Linked DNA regions of Mus musculus: regions 1 and 3 are each linked to region 2. The links are chromatin contacts, called in public HiChIP or PLAC-seq and promoter capture Hi-C maps. All regions are on one chromosome and are shown on one strand. Each heading gives the region's core, a stretch centred on a gene start, on an enhancer-like site or on the middle of the called end of the contact. The rest is flanking DNA. Distances are from core to core; before and after follow the strand shown.

The links. Promoter capture Hi-C pulls out the DNA fragments that hold promoters and counts their contacts. HiChIP or PLAC-seq counts read pairs in DNA pulled down with a chosen protein or histone mark.
Region 1: a promoter capture Hi-C map of the HPC-7 cell line shows a contact between it and region 2. The contact joins two enhancer-like sites. A contact is called at or near these places in 8 of 39 promoter capture datasets (the C10 cell line, the HPC-7 cell line, cranial neural crest and 4 more), 3 of 484 Hi-C or Micro-C datasets (the G1E-ER4 cell line, Sertoli cells and embryonic fibroblasts), 1 of 115 datasets of contacts at active chromatin or transcription factors (the HPC-7 cell line) and 1 of 9 other capture datasets (adipose tissue).
Region 3: a contact with region 2 is called in an H3K4me3 HiChIP or PLAC-seq map of embryonic stem cells, with 13 read pairs. The contact joins the promoter of Bcorl1 here to the enhancer-like site in region 2. A contact is called at or near these places in 4 of 39 promoter capture datasets (the C10 cell line, embryonic stem cells, liver and 1 more), 2 of 484 Hi-C or Micro-C datasets (bone marrow-derived macrophages and muscle stem cells) and 2 of 115 datasets of contacts at active chromatin or transcription factors (the 230-238 cell line and embryonic stem cells).

What each region holds. Positions count from the first base shown.
Region 1 is chrX:48,126,225-48,129,371 of GRCm38.p6, reverse strand. It overlaps Xpnpep2 (X-prolyl aminopeptidase (aminopeptidase P) 2, membrane-bound), which reads right to left. Exons shown (of 21, transcript NM_133213.2): 14 at 2,432-2,503; 15 at 587-647. Among named protein-coding and RNA genes, the nearest start is that of Sash3, 19 kb to the left of the region's middle. Within about 2 kb of position 1,736, at least 81 of the 459 cell types and tissues checked have an H3K27ac peak or open chromatin away from gene starts, as enhancers often do. A contact at or near this core is called in the G1E-ER4 cell line and the HPC-7 cell line, where this site is marked.
Region 2 is chrX:48,232,640-48,235,586 of GRCm38.p6, reverse strand. No RefSeq gene overlaps it. Among named protein-coding and RNA genes, the nearest start is that of Gm24038, 3.8 kb to the right of the region's middle. Within about 2 kb of position 1,411, at least 113 of the 459 cell types and tissues checked have an H3K27ac peak or open chromatin away from gene starts, as enhancers often do. A contact at or near this core is called in the G1E-ER4 cell line, the HPC-7 cell line, bone marrow-derived macrophages and 2 more, where this site is marked.
Region 3 is chrX:48,339,726-48,342,711 of GRCm38.p6, reverse strand. It overlaps Bcorl1 (BCL6 co-repressor-like 1), which reads right to left and starts at 1,354. Exons shown (of 15, transcript NM_178782.4): 1 at 1,229-1,354.

The DNA of each region.
Region 1 (3,147 bases), core at 487-2,986, 110 kb after region 2:
GTGACCTGTTCTGGTCACTGCTAGTGGCCATGTGGTCATATCATTTCCCCATACTCCTGCACTGGCTTGCCATTTGGGGCCCTGGGGAAACAGACTCCTCAACAGGCTAGTCTATGAGTTCCTGGAGGCCTGCACAACAGGGCTCCCCGTTCTGTGTTCCTGGTCTGCTGGCTGCATCTTAGCAGCTCCTTGGTCCACTCAGCACCCCGCCAGTGTCCTTGGTTCCACTCCAGCTGCGCAGACCTCCCTGTTTTTAGACCAGCTCTAGTTCTTTCGGATCTCAGATGCCCTGTGCTGTTTTTCTCCGCTAAAAAGAGTTTTCCCTCCCTTTTGCAGAGCACAGGCTAACCATCCAGATGGCCAATATCTGTACATTCATACACGGACATGACAAGAGGATGCACATGGCCTGAGGTCTTGGTGGAGGCCCGATTTTGCATTGGCTTTCCTGGTACTTTTTGTTTGACCTTGGGCAAACTAAATCACTTCTCTGGGCCTCGGTTTTACTCCTGTCAATTTGAAAGGGCTCTTGATGAGGTGATCACTTGGAGTAAACTGAAGGGAAAAATTAGGGTCCAGCACTTACCTTTTGGAAGGCAGTAGGAGTGCCCCAATGTACTGTTCTGGTGATATCTGTGGTCCCATCCCTGTGGAGAGAGAGAACTAATACATCTAATTCTGCTGAGGACTTGGGTGGAGGGCCCAGGGCCATGGTCTTCCTGTGTATTTTCTATTGTTTGTTTCTACTGGGCTTTGAGTGACTGGGCTGGAATAGGACATGTGGAAGGGCAAAAGGAAGAGAGAGAACTGGGCATGGTGGTGCAGGCCTGTAATCTTGGTATGCAGGAGAATTAGTTAGGAAGATTGTGATGGCAATGCCAGTCTGGGCTACACAGTGAGATCGTGTCAGGAAGAGGGAAAGGAAGAGAGAAAGAAAGAAAGAAAGAAAGAAAGAAAGAAAGAAAGAAAGAAAGAAAGAAAGAAAGAAAGAAAGAAAGAAAGGTTGATGGATGGGAGGGGGATAGAGGATAGGTACCACCATTAGAATCATATCTCAGCATCCACGTAACAAAGAGACTTAGTAGAGTTCTTAAGGTAAAAGTCACTATGTTCAGGGCATTGCCTATCTCTGTCTATCTGTCTGTCTGTCTGTCTATCTATCTATCTATCTATCTATCTATTTATCTCAATAAATTACAGATGGGAAGACTGAGGTTGAGAACGATGACAATATCCTAACCTTTCCACAGTCATAGCCCTTTACTATTTATAGGACACTTCTGCATCTCCCCACAGAGGGCAGCAGAGCAGGCTTCCTTATTAAAGATGAGGCCACTGAAGCCATTAGGCTGTGAGGTTGTCTCCTTCCCCAAGATTTGGTTAAAGCCAGGCTAGAGAAAATGCTGACTCCGCATAAGATGCTCTTGGCTATGGGCATGGCTTGGAATTCCATGAAAGTGAAGCCAGAGCCACCAGGTCCAACTCACAATCATTAGCTGTAGTGGTTCCCCCAGACAGGCACAGAGCATACCCATCCCATGGGGGAGGCATGGAAAAAGGGTCCCAGGACTCTGGGGCTTCTTGACAGTAGGTCATGGGGCATGGAGAACTTCTTCCTCGGGAGAGAAGAGGAAGTGAGGTGACTATTTCCCTACCTCACCCTCTTCTAAGCATGCCCCAACCCAACACGCCTCCACAAATGTACTTCCTCTTTACAGCCATCTCAAGTTCACACAGCATCAATCTAGTGAGAAGTACAGGCTGCTAAACTGAGCACATGGCAAGCTGGCTCCCCAACAGGTGTGCTATGAACAAGAGCCTCTGTCCTTGGTGCGTTCCACGGGATAGAAGTTGGGAAACCCAATAAAACTGCGAATGATTAGCCACACATTTCAAAGGAATATGGTTAGCTCATTAGGCATGATTGTCACACTGGAACTGTGTAGGTTAACACTGTACAAAAGAATCACTTCTAAAGGGCTTCGTCTTTTATCTGCCTCCATCTCCAACCTTACGTGGTCACTCATCTTGCCACAGGGAATGAGCTGGGTTTAACGACTCTGATGTGGGCTGTGTCTAGGGCTTGCTTGAGTGGGGGAGGATATAGGTGCTCACGTTTGTGCGGCCAGGCAGATCTGTGTAAATAATTTGCAGACTTGAAAAAAATTCCTTAAACAAGTCCAGTCTTTTCCTAATTCTCACCCAGGTGCTGCATGAGTGCCCCTATTATTCTAACCTCTGTGTGTTTTCTACTGTGCAGATGCCCACAATGGGAACACGAGAAGGCTGCTCAGGGCTTATTCAATACAGTTCCCTGCTTTAATCAAATGAAGACCTATGACTCAGGAAAGCCAGCTTCAGCCAGCCTCAGGAAACCCAGAATGCCTGAGCTGAGAGCTAGGCCAAGGCACAGTGGGGTGGGTATACATACCAGTATTGCCCCCCAGAATCCACCAGGTACATCTCATCTGAGGACAGCTTACGGTGCAGCTCTTTTGTTGGGCTAGGAATGAAAAACAAATACTGAGAGGAGAGACTCCGAACCCTGCACTGGGCAAACAGGGTGGAGCTGAGGACAGGGGCTAAGGAGAAACCGAAGAACTCCCTTTACTTGGGGGCTAGCCTTCCAGGCTCTCTGCTCTGGGGAAATCATCTGTACACATCTGCCAATCCTGGGAAGCACTTGGCTCTGACAGCAGCTGCAGCTGCTGTCTTAGTACACTTCTGTTTATCCTGCATATGGCTAAGCAGGACCTTGGTCCTTGGAAAGAGGAGCTAAGAGTTTCAGAGGCTACTTGGTTTGGCCATCTCTCCTCGAATAAGAACAAACCCACAGAGGCAAGAGGCTTGCACGAGGTACACAGCAAAGCAAAGAGGTTCTGGGCCTGAACTCTCTTTCTCTGTAAGTTCTTGATACATCCAAGAGGGCCCCAAGGAGCTAGTGCATAGGAAGAGAGGGGACTTTAAAAATAGGACTGGACAACAATATTTTAGGGGACTAAGGTATATCAGCTCTACCACTCTCGAGCTTCCATGGGCAAGGGTTGGGGAGGGGTCAGGGAGGGCGAACTCTTAGACATGCCAGGTCTTTCTCTGGAGGGCCTCTGACTCCTCTTTTGTCAAGTCCAGGCCAACTTGATGCATTTG
Region 2 (2,947 bases), core at 162-2,661:
CTAGGGGAATGTAGAAATAAAGTATGAATCATTACTTAAGGAAATGGAAGAAGATCTACAGAAATGGAGAGGAATTCCATGTCCCTGAATTGAAAAACAGCTTTCCTAAGATAGCAATGTATATCAAAGTGATCTATAAATTACATAAAATCACTATTAAAATTCTAGTAGGTTTTAAAGAGAAATAGACTGTCAACCTGTTTCTGAAAGTATATGGAAATGCAGTGTGTGGGAATGCAAGGGACTCAGAATAGCCAAACAGTTTTGCAAATTGCAACACTTGTGCTTTCATATTGGAAAACTCCCCATAAACTCTCAGTAATCAAGATAATGTGATGCTGGCACAGAGAAAGGAATATGGCTGGAACAGAATGGAGAGTCCAGAACAGAAAACCTTATGCAGGCGCTAATCTTGTTTGTCATCTTGACACCTCCAGGGAAAGGGAATCTCAACTGAAGAACAGCCTTCATCAGACTGGGGTCTTATGACCCGAGCCCTGGCTGGACTGCAACTTGCTCTGTTACTCAGGCTGGCTTTGGAGTCAAGGCAATTGTCCTGCCTCAGCCTCCTGAGTGCTGGTAACAAATAGAATCTGATCCCTGTCTTCTCAAGGTATATAGGGTTATTTATTTCTTTTCTGCTTAACTTTTTAATTGTTTTTATTTGGGGATATGCTTGTACTAAGTAGTTTTAATTTTTTCTGCAGTGTGATGAGGATCTCTGCTTGATTTAAAAATACATGTTTTTATATATAACTCAGGGCGCTGATGTGTAGCAGTTTCCTCCAAGACTAAAACCTTCCCTCTTGGAAGAAGTCTTGTTACGACACAGGACCTTTCCAAGGGAGGTGAAACAACCGGAAGTTCTGAAGAGCTTTGCTGTGTGAAACACCCTGTCATTCAGGGAAGCTGTTAAATTCAGGAAGTAGTCAGGGGTGGGGGTGGTAGGGTGTGGTGCATGCCTTTAACCCCAGCACTTGAGAGGCGGAGCCAGGCAGATCTGCGTTTGTATGCCATCCGGGTCTACAGAAAAACATCCAGGATAGTCAAGACTGCACAAAGAAACCCTGGCTCAAAAAAATCAGAAAGTAAACAGTTCGATAGCTTCAGGGAGTCTCTGAAATTGACTCGACTCCCTAAGCCTCTACCCTCCCCCCCCCCAAATACATATAAACTCTAAGGATTGTTGAAAGCCTCTCTTAAAGAGGCAGCTGAGCAGCCTTGAACATGGTCAGAGCCACTGAGGCACATGGAAAGGACTCTCTCCAACCTGTTGAGCTGCCTGCAGGCTGTGCAGTGTGCTCCAGGTCCCCGGCTTTGTGAGCTCTCACCCACGCTGGGGTGGGCTTTGGTGATGAGGGTAACTGTGTCTGAGTTGTTTCTGCTCTGGTAAGTAACCACTTACCCATACTACTGTAACACTAAGAGACCTTGGTGGTGTCTGTACTTTGATCTCTTGTGGGCTCCCTCTCTGGGGTGAGTAGATATTTGTTCCCATCTCTCTAGGAATAGTGTCACACAACAGGCTTATGCTTGGGTTGTCAAGCTTTGTGGCCAGTCAATTTATTGATTAGTGATTTTGTTTAATATTTCGAGTGCAATGTTTCCACCATTTCTTAGCACTCACTGGTCAGTTATTCTCAGCACCTTGTCCAATTATGAATTTTTATAGTAAGTGCTGTCCAGTGCAAAACCAGGTTCCTCTCACCAGTGCTAACAATAGTATCATTTTATGAGCATAAACACAAATACTTCTGGAAGCAATTTGAAAGGCACAAAATATCCATTTAGCAAAATAATAGTAGTAGATCCCATACAAGGGCCTCCCTAGCTTCCTAAATCTAGGTTTTTCCATCAGGTTTCCTATACCATGCATAAATTCATTCCTGTGAACCTGGCCTCAACTTTAACCAGAAAGTCATTGGTTACCCTCATAACCATGCTACTATTTAAAAGAGAACTCTTGCCTGTGTATCAACCTCTCCCCACCCCCCAACCCCCGCCCTTTTTTGAGATAGGATCTCTCAGTGAACCTACAGCTTTCTGACATAGCTAGGTTGGCTGGCCAAGGAACTGGAGTTACAGCTGTACACCACTGTATCTGATGCTACATGAATGTTGAGGGGTCTGAATTCAGGTCCTCACGCTCGAGTCATAGACTAGTAATTGAGCTGCTTCTGTTGACTGATGAATTGGTTATTTGTCATTATGAAATGCTTCTCCCTACCTCTGATCCCTGATTATACTCTCGTGTTGAAGTATATTATACCTATGCCTTAATTAATATAGCCAGTGCCTTTGATACATTTATTGCTTATATTGCTTAGCACTTTTTAGTTTTACTTTCAATGCATCTCTCTATATATTTAAAGGGCATATTTTTTATTCTATTGAATATCAGACTCAGGACTTCATCCATACTAAACAAGCTATCAACCATTGAATTTGTGAGAGTTTGAATGGGATTGGCCCCTATAGACTTATTTGTTTGAATACTTGGTCCTCAGTTGGCGACACTATTTGGTAGGATTAGGAGGTTTGGCTTTAGTTGGAGGAGATATGACACTGGGGGCAGGCTTTGAGGCTTCAAACCCCTAGCTATCCCCAGTGCACTCTCTGCTTCCTGCTTGTGGTTCGAGATGTGAGCTCTCAGCTTGCAGTTTCAGCTGTCCTGTCTGCTGTTTCCCAACCCCTATGGACACTCATCTCTCTGGTGCCATAAGTCCAAATAAGTTCCTCCTTCCATAAGTTAACTCGGTCAAGATGTTTTTATCATAACAACAGAAAAGTAACTAACATACCTGTTAAAATATAGTCTTCTTAGAAGGGGGAACAACATACCCATGGAAGGAGTTACAGAGACAAAGTGTGGAGCAGAGACTGAAGGAACAGCCATTCAGAGACTGCCCCACCTAGGGATCCATCCCATAGACAACCACCAAACCCA
Region 3 (2,986 bases), core at 105-2,604, 110 kb before region 2:
AGGTTGGTACTGGAAGTGAGCTGAGAGTAACTCCAGTCCTCAAACCCCATTCTGGTCATGAAAATCCAGGGATCCGTCCCTTTCCTTAAAAGCCATCAAAAAAGCTTGGATCCGGGGCTTAAATTATCTAAACCCCAGGTCCACACCATGCCAAGCAACATTACCTGGCAGGAATAAGACACAAACTAGGCTGCCCCCAAGGGAGGGAAAGTGCAGCCCTCGACGCCTTCCACCCCTCCAAAGCATACCACTAGGAGATTTAGATGGCCAAGGATAAGAGGGAGACGGAAGGGGTGCTGGAAGATTGGAAGGATTGTGGTGGGGAAGGGTCCACCGACCCCGAAGAGCAGAATCCAGATGCTAAGAGGTGGAGTGGTGGGGTGCGGCATATTGCAGACGGCGTCTTCCCTCGGTTTTCCGGGAATCGCCTGGGAAGCCCGTCCAACACCGGGAGTTGCTTACCAGTCAGTCCCCTAACCCCATTTGTGCGCGGGAGGCGACCGGAGCCCAGCTGGGAAGCCCGGGCACAAACTCCGCGGAAGCTGGCCTTCGCCGCCACCGCCGCCGCCGCCGCCGCCGCCGCCGCCGCCGCTGCCGCCGCGCTGCCTCGGGCCTCCCTCCCTCCGCTTTCGGCCCCGCAGATCTACCTTCGCCCCCGGCCGAGGCCAGACCCCGCTTGCAACTCCACGCCCCTACTCCACCCCCTGCTCTCCCTCCCCTCGCCCTCTCCTCCCGGTCGGGCCCAGCCCCTAGCGCCGCCCCGCCCTAGCGCTCGGTCCAGAGCCCAGCAAGTGCCCCGAACTCGCCCCCCACCCCCACGCCCAGGCCAGCCGGGCCGGGCCTGCTCTCCCCCCTCCCGCTGCGCCCCGCCCCCCGAATCCACGTCCTACTTCGCCACCCAACTCGGCCCGGTCCCGGTTCGTCCCGCGCCCACGCCGCCAGAGTCCGCGGTTCGGTCCGGTGCACGGTCACCCACCCCGCCCTTGCCCGGGTGCCGGCCTGCCTGCCCTCGGCAGCCCGCCGGAACGCGCGGTCCCTATCTGAGTCCGGCTCGGGGTGCCGGCCTCGGTCCTGGCGGCGGTGCAGCGTCTCCACGAGGGCTCGGATCACGCAAGATCCGAACCCGCGCAGGGTGGGGGCTGCGAAAAGCAAGTTTCTTTATCCTCCCCCCCCCCGCCCCCGCCGCAGGGCCACGCCGTTCCCGCCCCCGTCACAGCGCCCCCTTCACCTGGGCAGAGCCCCCCGGCTGCTGTCGCAACTTTGCTCTTCTCCACACCGCCCGGGAAGCGGGCGAAGCGGGAGTAGGAGGGAGGTGGCGGGAGGGGGGGTGCTGGGATCAGGCCGCTGGGCTCCCGGAGGACACGTGGGGGAGGAGGGGAAGGAGGAGGAAGAAGGGGGCGGGCCTGCACTTCTCGGGGCTCCCCCCTACCAGCCCCAGGGAAGCCGGAACCTCGCTGGGCAGCCGCAGACCCCGCACTGGCCACGGGGAAGAACGGAGCCACCTTTCCCCAGCCAGTCCTCCGCTCCAGGAAGGGGGGGGGGGTGCCGCAACGCCGTTCGGGGTCGGAGAGCGATCGTTTTCGCTCCTGGTTGATGTGTAACACGCTCTCCCCGTTTTGTTGTTGGTTTTTTTTCTTTTCTTTTCTTTCTTTCTTTCTTTTCTTTTTTTTCTTTTTTTGACTCGGTCTATGTAGGAGGGCGGGGGTCTCGCCCGAGGGGAACGCCCCCGCCAGACACCCCGCCCTTCCTCCGGGCCCCCCACTTCCCCACCCTTGGCGACCTCCGCGCGTGGTTCTGGCGCTCCAGCACTGAGGCCGCGCTCAGGCGCAGTCCTAGCCCGGGCGCCGAAGTGGGACAGGTGCTAGGGCAAGAAAAAATGCCCGGTCCTCGCCGCCTCGCCTCGCCTCCCGAGTCCGCTCGGCCCACTCTTCGTGGCAACCTCCCAGGCTGCAAAAACCTTGGGTCACCCTCAGTGGATATCACTTGCTAGGGTGTGGAGGCATCTGGTTTGGCGGGGAGACCCGAGGGAGGAAGGGACGAAAGGTCTATAAAGAGGAAAGCTTGCAAGACTTTGCAGAGGGAAATCTGCCTAGAAGGACCTAGGGCTTGGTTTCTGCCTGCTTTCCCTCTGGGCTCTTGAGACACCAATCTGAGTCCCCTGACCCTTCCCCTTTACCCTAACGACCGCCTGCCAGGCCAAGGGAGTATAAATCCTTCCTGTGTTTATATCGCCGGCCATCCCTGAGACTTGAAGGGCTTATAGGCTTGTGGACCACATTCGAACTCTGCTGACTTACATTAACTCCAAGGAGAGAGGCTTTGAGGAGGGAAAGCTGCTGCTTGACATGACTTTCAGTCTTAGGTTGTTTCTTAGCAGCTCCAACCCTGATCTGATGGTGAGGACTTCCAAGGTATTGTCTCTACCCAGAGGGTATCAGGAAACATAGTCAACAGTTCCTAAAGGATTCGAAACAGGATGTGAAATAACAGGAACTTGGGAAAATAATCTCTATGTCCAGACATATTGATATTATTTAGTATATATTTATCTATGCTAAGGAAGCCAGAGAGGTCATTTGAACTAGAAGGAAACCCTGCTGAATTAATGACTTTCTCTTCTCCCTACCCCCACCCCCCATTCCCACCCCTCTAGGCCCAGAAGTTCCATCTCTGAGCTAGGGGGTGTTTTGTTTTTGTTTTCTTCTTTGTGAAGTCTTCATGGATGGCAGTTGAGACTTGCCTGCTGTTCCCCTCACCTGGTCTGAGAGATGTATATGAGAGCAGCTAAGGCTCTGGTGGTCTTGCTATTGTCTGAGATCTGCTGTTAGTACCCCAATTGCCTGTCCTCACCACCCTCACCACTAATTCGAGCAATGTATATATAGTAGGGCCACCCAATTTTCCCCCTTTGGGAATCTCTTCACTAGTTATTTTACTTGGCCACACCTGCCCTCCAGTGCACACACCCACACACCCACACCCACAT